4 separate regions of the Mus musculus genome follow, and regions 1, 2 and 3 are each linked to region 4. The links are chromatin contacts, called in public Hi-C, promoter capture Hi-C and targeted proximity ligation maps. All regions are on one chromosome and are shown on one strand. The core of a region is the stretch at or near the end of the contact, and the rest is flanking DNA. Distances in the headings are between cores, read along the strand shown. Region 1 overlaps Pip5k1b (phosphatidylinositol-4-phosphate 5-kinase, type 1 beta). Region 2 overlaps Pip5k1b (phosphatidylinositol-4-phosphate 5-kinase, type 1 beta). Region 3 holds the start of Pip5k1bos (phosphatidylinositol-4-phosphate 5-kinase, type 1 beta, opposite strand). Region 4 holds the start of Pip5k1b (phosphatidylinositol-4-phosphate 5-kinase, type 1 beta).

Region 1 (3,048 bases), core at 93-2,592, 220 kb before region 4:
GAAAAATTGTATCTAAGGCTGTCTTCATGTACACACGTGCATATGCACCCACATACCCATGAGGTTTCACACACTATTAACTATCAATTAGCAGGAAAGGGGCAAAATACTGATAGCTAATTATGATTCAAAGCCATAAAATCCTAAGTGTTGCTTGGATAACTCCCAGTTAAAATGAATTCCGATAAAATTGAAATGTCTCCAAGATCTGCAAAATACAATGTGTAGGATGTGCAGTGTCAGAATGACTCCACCCAGTAGGCCTTCAGTCTGAGGGCAGAGAGAGACTCATGGGCAGTACTATAGCTGGAGTACTCTAAACATAAGAAACACAAAGCTTGCTTCAATAAAACCAAACCAAACCAAACCAGTCATGTGTGGTGGCATACATCTTAAATCCCAATTCTTGGAAGGAAGAGGCAGGCAGGTCTCTTGAAGGTCAAGGACAGCCTCATCTACACACAGTGAGACCCTGTTTCAACAGTAACAGCAGCAACAACAATAGCAATAGCAACAGCAGCAACAACCACCACTGCCAGCAGCACCCCAACATTCTGGGTCTTCCCACCTTTCTGTTTGGCACTGATGCTACCCCACAGTCAGAGCCCTTGGCCTCGCTAATAGTCCCTAACCTTGAATTGAGGCACTGGAAGCTCTAGATGTCTTCCTCCAAAAAACGTGGCATTGTGGCATTTCAGAAAACATGCAAGTAGGAAGGTCACTTACTCTCTGACCTTCTCTTGCTCAAACTCCTGAAGCCAGCCCTCAGTTTCTCTTTGAAGAAGAGAAAGACTGTTGGAGCAGGGACACGGAGAATCTGAGTAGCAGGCTTGCTAGCTCCTATAGTTTATACCTATGAGATTACACTGCCTTTGTGCAGCTGTACCTGTAGAAACCCGTTTTCTTATCAAACAGCGTAAAGTGCACAGGTGTCTCCATGTCTTTGAGGATTCAGCTAAAAAGGCTACTTGGCCACAAGAAGGACTGCTAAATCAATCTATGTGTTCCTTTATTTTATCCAAAAGGTTGGGTTATTATCCACTCTGTCTTGTTATAAGGGCCTCAACTGTGAACCTAGTAGCGGCAGAAGAAAATAATTTTCTTCCTCTTCTAAGAGTCTTAGGGCAGGTAGTATTTTTTCCAGCCTCCCTTGCAGCTACTGATGGCCATGTGATACATTTCTGGATCTGAACCATTTACTGTTACAGGTACAAGTAGAGAACTCTTCCTCATAAAGGAGCAGAAGCTTTGAAATGAGAAGTCTCAATCCCCTACTAGCCTGGGCCAAGGCAAAGTTGCCTAAGATACCAAGATGTAAAACCCTTGTGGGAACCAGTCCCTTTGGGAAATGGAAATTGAATTCTCTGTTACTTCCCAGAAGCCACCTGGCCCTTATCTCTGCCGAGCAGCCTGACCACAGCATCCTGATACCTATTTTTAAAAATTTACTTAATTTTTTTTACGTGTAGGAATGGTCTGCCTGCATATATATATATATCTGTGCACCATGTGTGTTCAGTGCCTACAGAGGCAGAAGAGGGTATATGGCCCTCTGGAACTGGGTTCACAGATGGTTGTGAGCCACCATGTGGATGCTGGGAAATGAACCCAGGTCCTCTCTGAGAGCAGTAAGTGTCCTTAACCACTGAGCCATCTCTCCAGCTGTACACTCTGATACCGTAAGGACCAGAAGTCCCCTCATAAAGATTTTTCTTTCAACAGTTATTTTTGCTCACAGTAGTTCTTTTCCCCTGATGCTTTTCTGCACAACAAAAACCACCATAAAAAAAAATCCCAAAAACCCAAACTCTCCTTTAGGCGGGGTTGCTCTCATTTCTCTTGGGGGCAGCCCAGTAGTTCATGCCTAAAATAAAGAACTTTGTCCTCAACGTAGCTCTGGTGGTCTCACTCTCTCACCAGCCCTTACACCCTCCTTTTCCTTTGCTCCATTTTCTTTCTTCCAGAGTTCATGGAGGGGAGACATAATATCTGAAGCCATGGCAGCCATCTTGTGACGATGGGGCAACACAATAGCAAAAAATTAAAAGGTGAGAGAGAGCAGAATGGAGTGATGGGAACACCCTGGATCTTTGAGGATGTCAGCAGGCTGACCTCTATCTTTAGACTTCATCAAGTAAGTGACTAATGTAAATTGAGCCAGAGTCTCTCAATGCCACCTTGAGTGTAATGACATTCTCCGAACATGAGGTTTGTACTGTCCTTTGGGGCCTAGAGGAGAGTGACTCTTGACACCATCGGTGAATGACCCCGAGGACTTTAGCTGTCTTGGACTTCCCACTACCCCAAGACCACCCACATCTCCTGTGCCTAGCTGACAGGCCTCCTTACAGGAAGATCTAGTTCAAGCCATACTTCTTTGTTGCATGGTTGAGAAACTTTGTAAGGCTAAGCAGGGGAGTGACAGTTTATCAAATGTCTCCTACAGCCTCTGTCCCACAAAGATGAGCAGCCAGCTTGGCCCGAGACTAGAACCCACCACCTCACACTGACTCTGCTTCTTGTCACTGAACTCATATTCTGTCCTGTGAACCTTTGGCTCACTTTCTGAAGCATGGAGATCACATTTCATCAGATCAAAACAGAAGCACTCCCACGTGGCACCCGGAGTGTTTATTTATCGTGATTGAATTATAGATTTGAAAGGATAAAAGCTTCATCAGTATGTATGAATTCATTTCATGTAACTTATTATGTTTTTTTTAACATAGTATTAGGTTTGGGTGTGCAATGTTCTTGGTAAGAACTGATTTTTATCTATGTTCCTATTAATTCGGTTTCCACTCCTTTTCTACCTCTAGAGCATACACCTTACAGAGTTAACACATCCATTGAATAAAATAATATGTGTAAAGTTTTTGGCAGAGTGAGTGATAAATAGTAGGTAGCTAATAGGTGTGTTTTAGGATTATCTTAAACCAGAATGTGAAAACTGAACGTGACTTACTGGTTAATCATAACTGACAGGTTGAACATTTATCTTCCATATTGATACAGTGACTTTATCAGCCCTAATAAGTGCTACAGAGA
Region 2 (2,705 bases), core at 59-2,558, 180 kb before region 4:
AGGTCTTCACACTTGCACAGCAGGAGTTTCACCCAAGGTCCCACCCTCTCCCCTCCCCCTCCCCCCATCCCACCTCGACTTCCTACAGTACTTCCACTGACAGATGCACGAAGAGGAGACTGAGTCTCCCTTGTCACCCTGTAGATTTCCCAGCCAGCAAATCTTCCTTCCCTTTTGACCCTAACATTAAAGGTCCAGTAGCAAGCACACCTAGGTCTTGCATTATAAGCAAGCCTTTTCACCCGAGAATATAAACAGCTCCACAGTCTCTTAAGTAACATCAATTTCACCTCTCCCCCACCCCCCGAGCCCCCCACACATCCTTTAAATAAACTAGCTTAACTCTTCATTGTGCCAAATAGAACCCAGAGGGGCAATCTGTCATTTGGATGTAAAATTCTGATACGAATCTGTTTGTTGATCACACCAGTCTACTTCACTTCCATTTTAATTTTGAAGCAGATAGCCATCTGCCCGAGGAAAGGAAAAAAAAAAAGATTGTTTACTGGAGGTTTTCTCTGTTAAATTAAGAGGCTTACAAATCTCTTAATTTAAAACACCAGGGGGAGAAGGACACATACCTAAGGGAGGCAGGGGTCAACGTCAAATCAAGGTCTGATGATCACTACAAGGCTTCCATGGGAAAAAGTCACTGAAATATAAATACACTTCTGCTAAACTAATGACTCAGTATGAGGATAGCCAGTGCAGTTCTAATCCCAAGTGACTCAAAGTGGAAATCATCTGCCTTATTAAATTCTCCATGCCGTTTCTGGCACGCATTTCAGCAAAACGGGATGTTCCCTCCAGAAGGACTGGAAGTAACTGGAAACACAGAAGTGCATAGAAGACAGATTTCTCGGAGTGGCACCCATGCCCGCCTCTCTTTATCCTCAGATATTCTACTTATTATTCTTTTGTTCAGACACAGTTTCCAAGAGCTATTTGCTAATTACCCACTGAGCGCAAGCATGTAGAGACAAAGGCCGAGGCTTGATTCTCAGGCTTAAGGATCTCTTCATGAGAAAATAACAAGGTATTAAATATCTCATGAAGGAGGTGAGGTGGGGAGGAGCAGGAAGCGCCGCACGGTGATCTCAGAGGAAGGGGTGTCCCAGTAGTCCTGAGATGAGTAAGAGAGGGGGAGAGAAGAAGACAGGAAAATATGGTCTGGCAGAATAAGCCAAGAGAGTAAGGGGTACGCTAGGGGCCACGGGTTGAAAGTTAACGGCGCACTGAAATGAGCAAAGAGGCTATTGAAATTGCAGATGAATACCCAGAGTTTCTACGAAGGCAGATCCAATAAGGTGGATTCATGTGGTAATCAGGAGGCAGACTGGAGGAGGCATGGTGATTTACTGCTGTGTGCAGAGCGTGGGAGAGGACGGAAGAAAAGACAATTAAGAATCAGGGTGCTGCTCTGGCCAACTAGCTACCTGATGGTCACGCTGTCTGGACTGGGAAAGCCAAGCAGAGTACAGACTTGGGGACGATAGCACAATGCATGGAAAAGCAGTTTTCACAGGGATGCTCAACTTGGTTTTTCTATTACGCCGAAGCCCACAGAGAGTTTGGATTTCTACTCTCTGTTTGTGACAGCAGGTGACCCGTGATGTACGGGCAGTCTTCACTGATCTTTCCTTGAGATAGTTTCACTTATAGAAGTGGATAATTATCATGGTGATGGAGTCTGAGGGGAAGGGAGTGCCTCGAGAAAGGGGACCAGTTATTTACATGTCCACCTTTCCTCATTCGCAGCTAGTAACATGGGGGCCAGGGGAGGTCCCAGAACCTAGACGATTACATTTGGAAAAGGCTCTTAGGGTCCTGTATGGGAACCAGACTCAGCAGGTTTGAAGTATACAAGATTGGTTTTTGAGAAGAGTTTCGAGTGGTGTACGCACCATGGGATGAAACTGGTGAGGGACTGGCCATCACAAAGGGAAGGCTGACACACAGGGGTTCACGGATCACTGGGTAATCCAGAAAGAGAGATGGGGCTTTTAACCAGAGTGCTTGCTTGTATGCTGAGGTCATGTAGCCCACTCCAAAAGACAGTCCAGACAGGACGCTTTGGGTTGGAAGCAGGGAAGCAATTCACAGGAAACAGGAGGACAGCACAGCCCCAGCCAGCTCAACAAGTCACATAGGAATCTCCCAACAGCACTCAGGCTAAATGGAATTCCCTGGTCTGAGACCTTACAGCAGAGTGTATATGAAAGATGGAGGGAGGATGGAAAGCTGGGGAATAGATCAAGCACACAGCAGACTTCCGGTGCCTGTTCAGAAGACCACAGAGAAGCTGGGGGTAGGGGGAAACTGCTGTGGGTTCTTTATTTTTTGTATTTGTTCAGTTTTAGTTCACGGTCCACAGTGATAGATTTAATAACGACATTTTCATCTAATTGTATCAAATACGGCCATGCTCATCCCCTTCATCATCCTCTCTTTCCTCTCCCTCTTCTTTTGGCCGACCGATTTCTGAACCCCAAATAAGCGCCCCCTCTACCTCCACATCATGCATGCATGTATATATTCTAGATTGCGCACATGAGAGGAATATGCAATGTCGTTTTTAATCAGACTCATTTTGCTTAACGGGAAGATCTGCAGTTTCCATCCATCTTCCTGCAGATGACCTAAATGTAATTCTTCTTTAGGGCTGAATAGGAAACAACACTGTGTATACACATCACATTTTCTTT
Region 3 (2,814 bases), core at 17-2,516, 140 kb before region 4:
TTTTCTCCCCATTTATAGTCATGCCTGTAGAAGCACTCTTCGGTCATAGTTACACCAGTAGAGATACAACAGAAAGCAAATGTGCCATGCCTCCTTTGGGTTACAACTTTCCAGGTCATACTGATATCAAGAAAGGGGAGCAGATTAGGCATATCCCCAGGTAGTAATGGGGGAAGCAACTTCGCTTCCCATGCCTGCAACCTCCAGCATTACCATATAAGGAAGGCTGGGGCGTCACTGATTTCTGCACCCCGCCCCCCGAGCTCCAAAAGAGCAGTATTGAATTGTTTTTGGAATTGTTTAAGACCACAGATGTCTGAGCTACCAACAAACTATTTAGGACTCTTCCCTGGCAGTGATCACCACTTGGATGGATGTGAGATTGTTTGTAGACCCTTGAGACTTGATCCTAACAAACCCGCTTCCAGTGGCTCATCAGAATGGGATCCCTTGTGGTCCCAGTAGATGCATGACCTGCCGTGATAGCACAGAATGAAGAGTCTGGTCCATCATCAACTGCTCCCTTCAGGATGGCTGCTCCACCTTTCCTGAGGTACACAGTTAATCGGAATGTTTCCATAGTCCAGGCCTTTACGGACTGTGTGCTCTGTCCAACTGTGGTCATCTCCTGGCCATCTTACCACAGCCTTTGTTCAGAGCTAGCTCAGCACTCATGAACTCAATCACCAAATACAAGCCACTTCAAGGAACACTTCTGTTCATAATCAGTCATTTTATTAGAGTCCAAGGATACAGACGACCGTCCCAGCAACTAGGACATGTTGGACTAACAGAACAAAGCAATCTATTAACACTCCTCAGCCACGAATACGCTTTATTCAGTAAGCGACTTGGTAGCTGCTGGATGGATCATCTCAACACTCAGAGTCTATAGGCTATGGATACATATTCTGACTGTAGAGCTCCTTCCATGGGCAGGTCCCATGGCAGTAAGCATTCAGCATACACACAAACAAGGAGTTAAAATCTGGAGATTCCTGTGTTCTATTTTCTGACATGTTCCTTGGGCCTTTGTATAAAAGTTCTGCTCACTCCCCACTACATCCCCCATGGTGGCTGCTGTTCTGTGCATTCTGTGCCTCTTTAAATAGCCTAACCTGCCACCCCACCCCGCCCCACACACACACCTCCATCTTGCCTTCTTCTAGGCCTTGTTAGACACAGCCTGTGCCTGGATAGGATCCTTTAATCTTTGCTCCAGCCCTAGCATCTGATACGGGCTCCAGAGTCTACCTATGGTTGCTTAGCAACAGGCAGGCTTCTGAACTAAACACACACCTGATTTGGTTATCTAGCTTGAGAGAAACTTCTGCCATCCAGTTGGGTAAACGAATGAGCTTTTGAGAGAATGAACTAGTATGTGAACAGAAGTGAACGCAAGCAGCCTTGGCTTCTGCAGACCACCACCAACTAGGGCTGCCAGGCAGGTCAGCACCACAGCTGCTGGGCTCCAATGGAGGAGGTGTGGTGATGGGAGGGGTTCCATCTTGGCTGGGGGCCCTAACCGAGGAACAGGATTGGAAGTGCTTGTGCATCTGTACCACATGGTTCAGTCTGTATGAAAGGTAACCACCTGGTGTTGGGGGCAGGGAACCCCACACAATATGGAAATTTTCTTTCAAAGATTCAAAAAGGAACAAGGAAATGCAAATCTTTCCAGGACAGCTGCCCCTGAGCAGAGCTTAGAGCCAGAGGAAGGCTTAGGGCATCCTCCCAATCAGTATGTCCTCTTGGGCCCTCCTCTCCTTTCTCTGTGTCCTTGGTGATGATGGAGTTTGCTGAGACCCAATCCCTCACCTGGCACAGCTTCGCTGCCTGCAGCTGTTTGTGTGACGACGGCAATGGCACAGAGTCCCTTTGTTCTGTTTATTCTTATCTCTTCAAATCCGGTTCTTGAAACTATTTCAAGACACCCTCCTCTCCCTCAAACACAACAGCAACAACACCCCCAGTATACCTAAAGCCTTGAACCCACAGATGGAAAGAACCAAGAGAAACTGCCTTTCCACTCTGATAACTAAGAACAGAGGCCTGAGGGAGAGGCCAAGTCATACAGAGAATGCTTTCATTGGCTCCCAATCTCCAAATGAGGTCCTTGTACCTGTCCATTCACCCTGTTAAGATTACAGAACTCTTCTTAACCTGTACCAGACCAGATATGCCTAGGTTAGTCTGTTTCTCAGTCCTCTGAACAATCTTCTAAAGCCAAGAATTAGCTAAGTCAAAAACTTCCATAGGAGGGTTTCTCTTTCTTGGCTCGAGTGATATGTTAGACTGGATACTTTTAGGTTGTGGGGGAGAGTCCTGTATGGCCTCCATTTGCTCTAAGCAAGTCACCCCTCTTCCCCTGATAGGACACTCCCACATGTCTATAGACACTGCTAAACACCCACTGTTGAGAACCGTATTTTCATTTAAGTGTAAAACTTGCAGGGCCTACACTAAGTAAGTCATTTCTCTCTGTGGGTGACAATGCCACGTGAATACTTGCTCTACCGTCAGCATGCCTGCTGTCCTGTTCCCTGAACCAAAGGAATGTCCTCTGTCACAGGCTCATTAGAACAATGTTTGAAAACTGCACAGTTTTTTTAAATGACATCTTGTTACACAAAGCCAAGTGAGAGACACAAATGCTGAAGTGACAGCAAGTCCCAGGGCACAGAACCCATCACTTTGGTCCGATTCTGGATCTTGAAAAATGTTCTGGTGGTGCGTTGGCTCTGCTTGCCTGTCCACCCTCCTTCCATGGGCACAGGGACACAGTGGGGCTGTGTCCAACAGGAGATAAACTAC
Region 4 (3,057 bases), core at 35-2,534:
CCCCCATCACACTGGAGTCTAAGGAAAACCAATCCTTGGACTTTGATCTACTCCAACGACTGCAAAAACACTACAGCCTCTACACAGAACAAGAGGGAAGTCTCCCGGAAGAGAGGTGAAAGGGGCCCTTTACAGCTAAGTTCAAGAGAACAGCCTCGGACTACTTCTTAGATCAGATTAATCAGGTCTCAGTCCTTATGGACCATTCATTTTACAGGGGGACCTCTACCAGGCTGAGAATGCCATCAAGGGGCAGAGCCAGGGCAGAGGCGGGGGTGGGGGGGGTGGGGGGGATGGCTACTTGAGAGTCAGCATGCGCTTCCTTTACATAGCATCATAGTAAATAGCAGATCCTGTTCAAAGTCCTGACTTCAGTAGACATGAAGAACAAATTCACTGACTACCCAAACAACTTCTCTGGAACAGGTTTCTACCCAAGCGTGCTGTGCACAGCAGACAGCCGGCTTGAGAGGGTGGGGGTAAGAAATGAGAACATGCTCATCTGCATAGATGAGAGATAAGCAGACGTTTGTTGTCTTCGGTTCTGACGACTCCTGGCACCAGAGTGGCAAGTCCAACTCCAGCGCTCTCCCCATCCCCCCCGCCACCCCCCACCCCCGCCCCAGATGTTGAATCGTCACATTGACAGGGCCATTGAAGACAGGGGACTGTAAAAGTCGGCGGCTGTTTTCAGGCTGGAACTGTAGTTCACCTGTTCCACCCGGCGCCAGAGCCAGAAATCAAGCAGAACGCCACTCGTGGAAGCCCCTCTGTACATCCCGGGGGGCGCCTAACAAGTTCGCTGCTGTTTAGAAGCAGGGGAGAATGACGGAGACACCTCTCCTGCTGCAACAAAACTCAGCAGGTTCCCCAGAAACGAGGGAGGGGTCTCTGACTTAAGTGAGCCCGAGGGATCACTGGGTGTCACTGCGGCCCTAGGGATCAGGGTAGCGAGGCGGTCGGTGCCCACGGGGACTGCGCAGCTGTGGCCCCCGAGGAGCGAAGGTCCTGGTTTGACGACCACGGGCGCCCCCTCCATGTCACCCCCAGCACAACTTGGACAGGCAAAGTGGAAAGGTGGAGAGCAGGTCAGGTCCCAGCAGAGACACACAGAGCCTCAGGCGCGGCGGCAAGGGAGGGTGTAGGCAGGGTTGCCGGGGACGCGCAGGAAACTTACCTCCTTCGGCCGGCGTGCTGGAGCCTTGGCGGCCGAGACCAGTTGCGCCACCGCGGGCAAGTTGTCGGGATGTCGTGGGTTCTCCGGTGGCTGCAGCGGGCGGCGGGCGGCGGGCGGGGCGGAGCCGGAGCAGCGCCGGGGGGTGGGGTGGGGGGGCGGGCAGGTGCCGGGCCCTGCCGCGGGGCCACACTGGGCTCGGACGCGCGGCGACGGGGACGCGCGGCTGCGAGTGTGCAATGCGCGCGCGCCGCGGCCGGTGTGCGTGTCCCCGCGTTCCCCTTCCTTCCCGCCGCTCCTCTGGTCGGCAGAACGGCAAGCGGACCACTAGGACCAGACAGCGCCGGGTGGCGCGGCGAGGCGAGATCGGGGGATGGAGGCCGAGGAGTGGCGGTGCCCCGCAGCCACGGGCCCCCGCACGGCGCGCCGGAGTCCGAGCGGGGCGGGCAGCGAGCAGGCTGCACGGCGGCCGCGACTCCGGGAGGCTGCAGGCCCCGCCCGCCGGCCGCCCAGGCTCTTCCCCTTTTCTCTCCACCCTCTGCTCTGTCCCGCACGCCCTGCAAGGAAGCCAGACCGGTTTGCAGCAGCAGAGCAGCCCGCAGTCGGACCTAACGCTCTAGTCGGTGCGTGGGAGATTGTGCGCCCGGGCCACTGTGCAGCCAGGACTCAGAGCAGGGGTGAAGCGGCTCCCTGAGATTAGCGGGATCCTCCAAAGCTCCAGAGCTTCTGGGAGCTTCTCAGAGTCTCGAAGCCTCACTGCTGTGGACTGTGTTGGGGTAGGGCGTGCCGCTGCCAGTGTCCCTGGCCACCAGTCGGGCAATGCCAGACTTGACTCCTCTTCCTTGAGGAGCCAGCACTTAAGCAAGCAGAGCCCTCCCCTATACCCCCTTTATCAGGAAGGGACGCGCAAAGGTTCTGAGACCACACTTGTCTCCCTTCTAAGGATAGCAGGTGCTCTCAAGAAGGACGATCTATCCAACAGGTTAGGGATGGGCTAGTGAGGGGTCCCGCGCCATTGAGCTACAATGGGGGCGCGCCTGCTGGAGCCACTTGGAATCTCACTAGGTTAGTTTAGCTTCGAAGAGGGTAGGGGCTAGATCTAAGGATCCGTTTGGAGTTGTGCTGTTCTGAACGCTAAAATTAAATTTATCTAACAGGCACAGGAAGAGAGCGACTCCCTCCCAGTTGGGTCGAAGCAAGTGGTACAGTTCAGCTTTATCACTTCCTTCCACTTTCCCCTCCTCAGACAAAACAAAACACTTGTGGGAAAGAAAACTTGCGTTCTGTCAGAGGAAGACCAGCATTTGATGACCCTTGCTTGAGGACACTCCCTTGAGGCTCTACAAAGAGCACCTGCAGGCAGTTTTGAAATCTTTTAACAACCCCACCCCCAACCCCAACTCGAGTGAATTTGTGGTGGTTTAGTATCACCCTGGAATGAAGCATAAAAATTCCTTTATAACAAAAAATGCATTGTTCTTAAAGTTTTATTCACGTAAAGCTGACAAATCAAATAGATGTGTATTGTTAGGGACGGTATCTCCAGTGTTCTTCCAGGTGTGTGTGGCCGCTACTAGCGATTTAAGGCATCACTAACTTAGGACTTGGGTCCAAGCATTCTGGACTTATTAAAGCACAGAGTAAGAACATGTGTGTGGTCCAGCTTGCACGCTTTTCAGATGAGAAAACCGTAGCCCTAAGACATCCAGTAACTCACAGGCGAGGACACAGTTTTCCTTACTCTTAGTCCTTGAACAAAAAGTAACAGCAATACTGACTTAACAGAGTTCAAGATGGGGCCAGTGGAGGGGGCAGCAGAGAAAGAGCAGCGGATCAAAGATCAAAGAACCTTGCAACCAACTGCTGTGAATCACTGTATAGGG

Evidence for each region. Promoter capture Hi-C pulls out the DNA fragments that hold promoters and counts their contacts. Hi-C and Micro-C count contacts between places; a contact is called where the count stands out from the background.
Region 1: a contact with region 4 is called in a promoter capture Hi-C map of pre-B cells, with 2.7 times the contacts expected there. A contact is called at or near these places in 11 of 39 promoter capture datasets (the 3T3-L1 cell line, the C10 cell line, the HPC-7 cell line and 7 more), 2 of 484 Hi-C or Micro-C datasets (the G1E-ER4 cell line and nephron progenitors), 16 of 130 datasets of targeted methods (bone marrow-derived macrophages, craniofacial prominence, embryonic basal ganglia and 11 more) and 1 of 9 other capture datasets (pancreatic islet).
Region 2: a Hi-C map of nephron progenitors shows a contact between it and region 4, with 2.3 times the contacts expected there. A contact is called at or near these places in 6 of 39 promoter capture datasets (the HPC-7 cell line, cranial neural crest, embryonic stem cells and 3 more), 6 of 484 Hi-C or Micro-C datasets (the AML12 cell line, the Ba/F3 cell line, granulosa cells and 2 more), 6 of 130 datasets of targeted methods (astrocytes, differentiating embryonic stem cells, embryonic stem cells and 1 more) and 2 of 9 other capture datasets (liver and pancreatic islet).
Region 3: a targeted proximity ligation map of embryonic stem cells shows a contact between it and region 4, with 5 times the contacts expected there. A contact is called at or near these places in 5 of 39 promoter capture datasets (the 3T3-L1 cell line, the HPC-7 cell line, hematopoietic stem and progenitor cells and 2 more), 4 of 130 datasets of targeted methods (embryonic stem cells, fetal liver and heart atrium) and 2 of 9 other capture datasets (liver and pancreatic islet).

What each region holds. Positions count from the first base shown.
Region 1 is chr19:24,330,024-24,333,071 of GRCm38.p6, forward strand. All of the region lies in intron 13 of Pip5k1b (phosphatidylinositol-4-phosphate 5-kinase, type 1 beta), which reads right to left. Among named protein-coding and RNA genes, the nearest start is that of Fxn, 51 kb to the left of the region's middle.
Region 2 is chr19:24,371,128-24,373,832 of GRCm38.p6, forward strand. All of the region lies in intron 7 of Pip5k1b (phosphatidylinositol-4-phosphate 5-kinase, type 1 beta), which reads right to left. Among named protein-coding and RNA genes, the nearest start is that of Pip5k1bos, 44 kb to the right of the region's middle.
Region 3 is chr19:24,414,743-24,417,556 of GRCm38.p6, forward strand. Pip5k1bos (phosphatidylinositol-4-phosphate 5-kinase, type 1 beta, opposite strand) reads left to right here and starts at 1,267. Exons shown (of 6, transcript NR_167769.1): 1 at 1,267-1,448. All of the region lies in intron 3 of Pip5k1b (phosphatidylinositol-4-phosphate 5-kinase, type 1 beta), which reads right to left.
Region 4 is chr19:24,554,588-24,557,644 of GRCm38.p6, forward strand. It overlaps Pip5k1b (phosphatidylinositol-4-phosphate 5-kinase, type 1 beta), which reads right to left and starts at 1,285. Exons shown (of 15, transcript NM_008846.3): 1 at 1,178-1,285. It overlaps Gm50341 (predicted gene, 50341), which reads left to right and starts at 1,745. Exons shown (of 2, transcript NR_169181.1): 1 at 1,745-1,797; 2 at 2,421-2,823.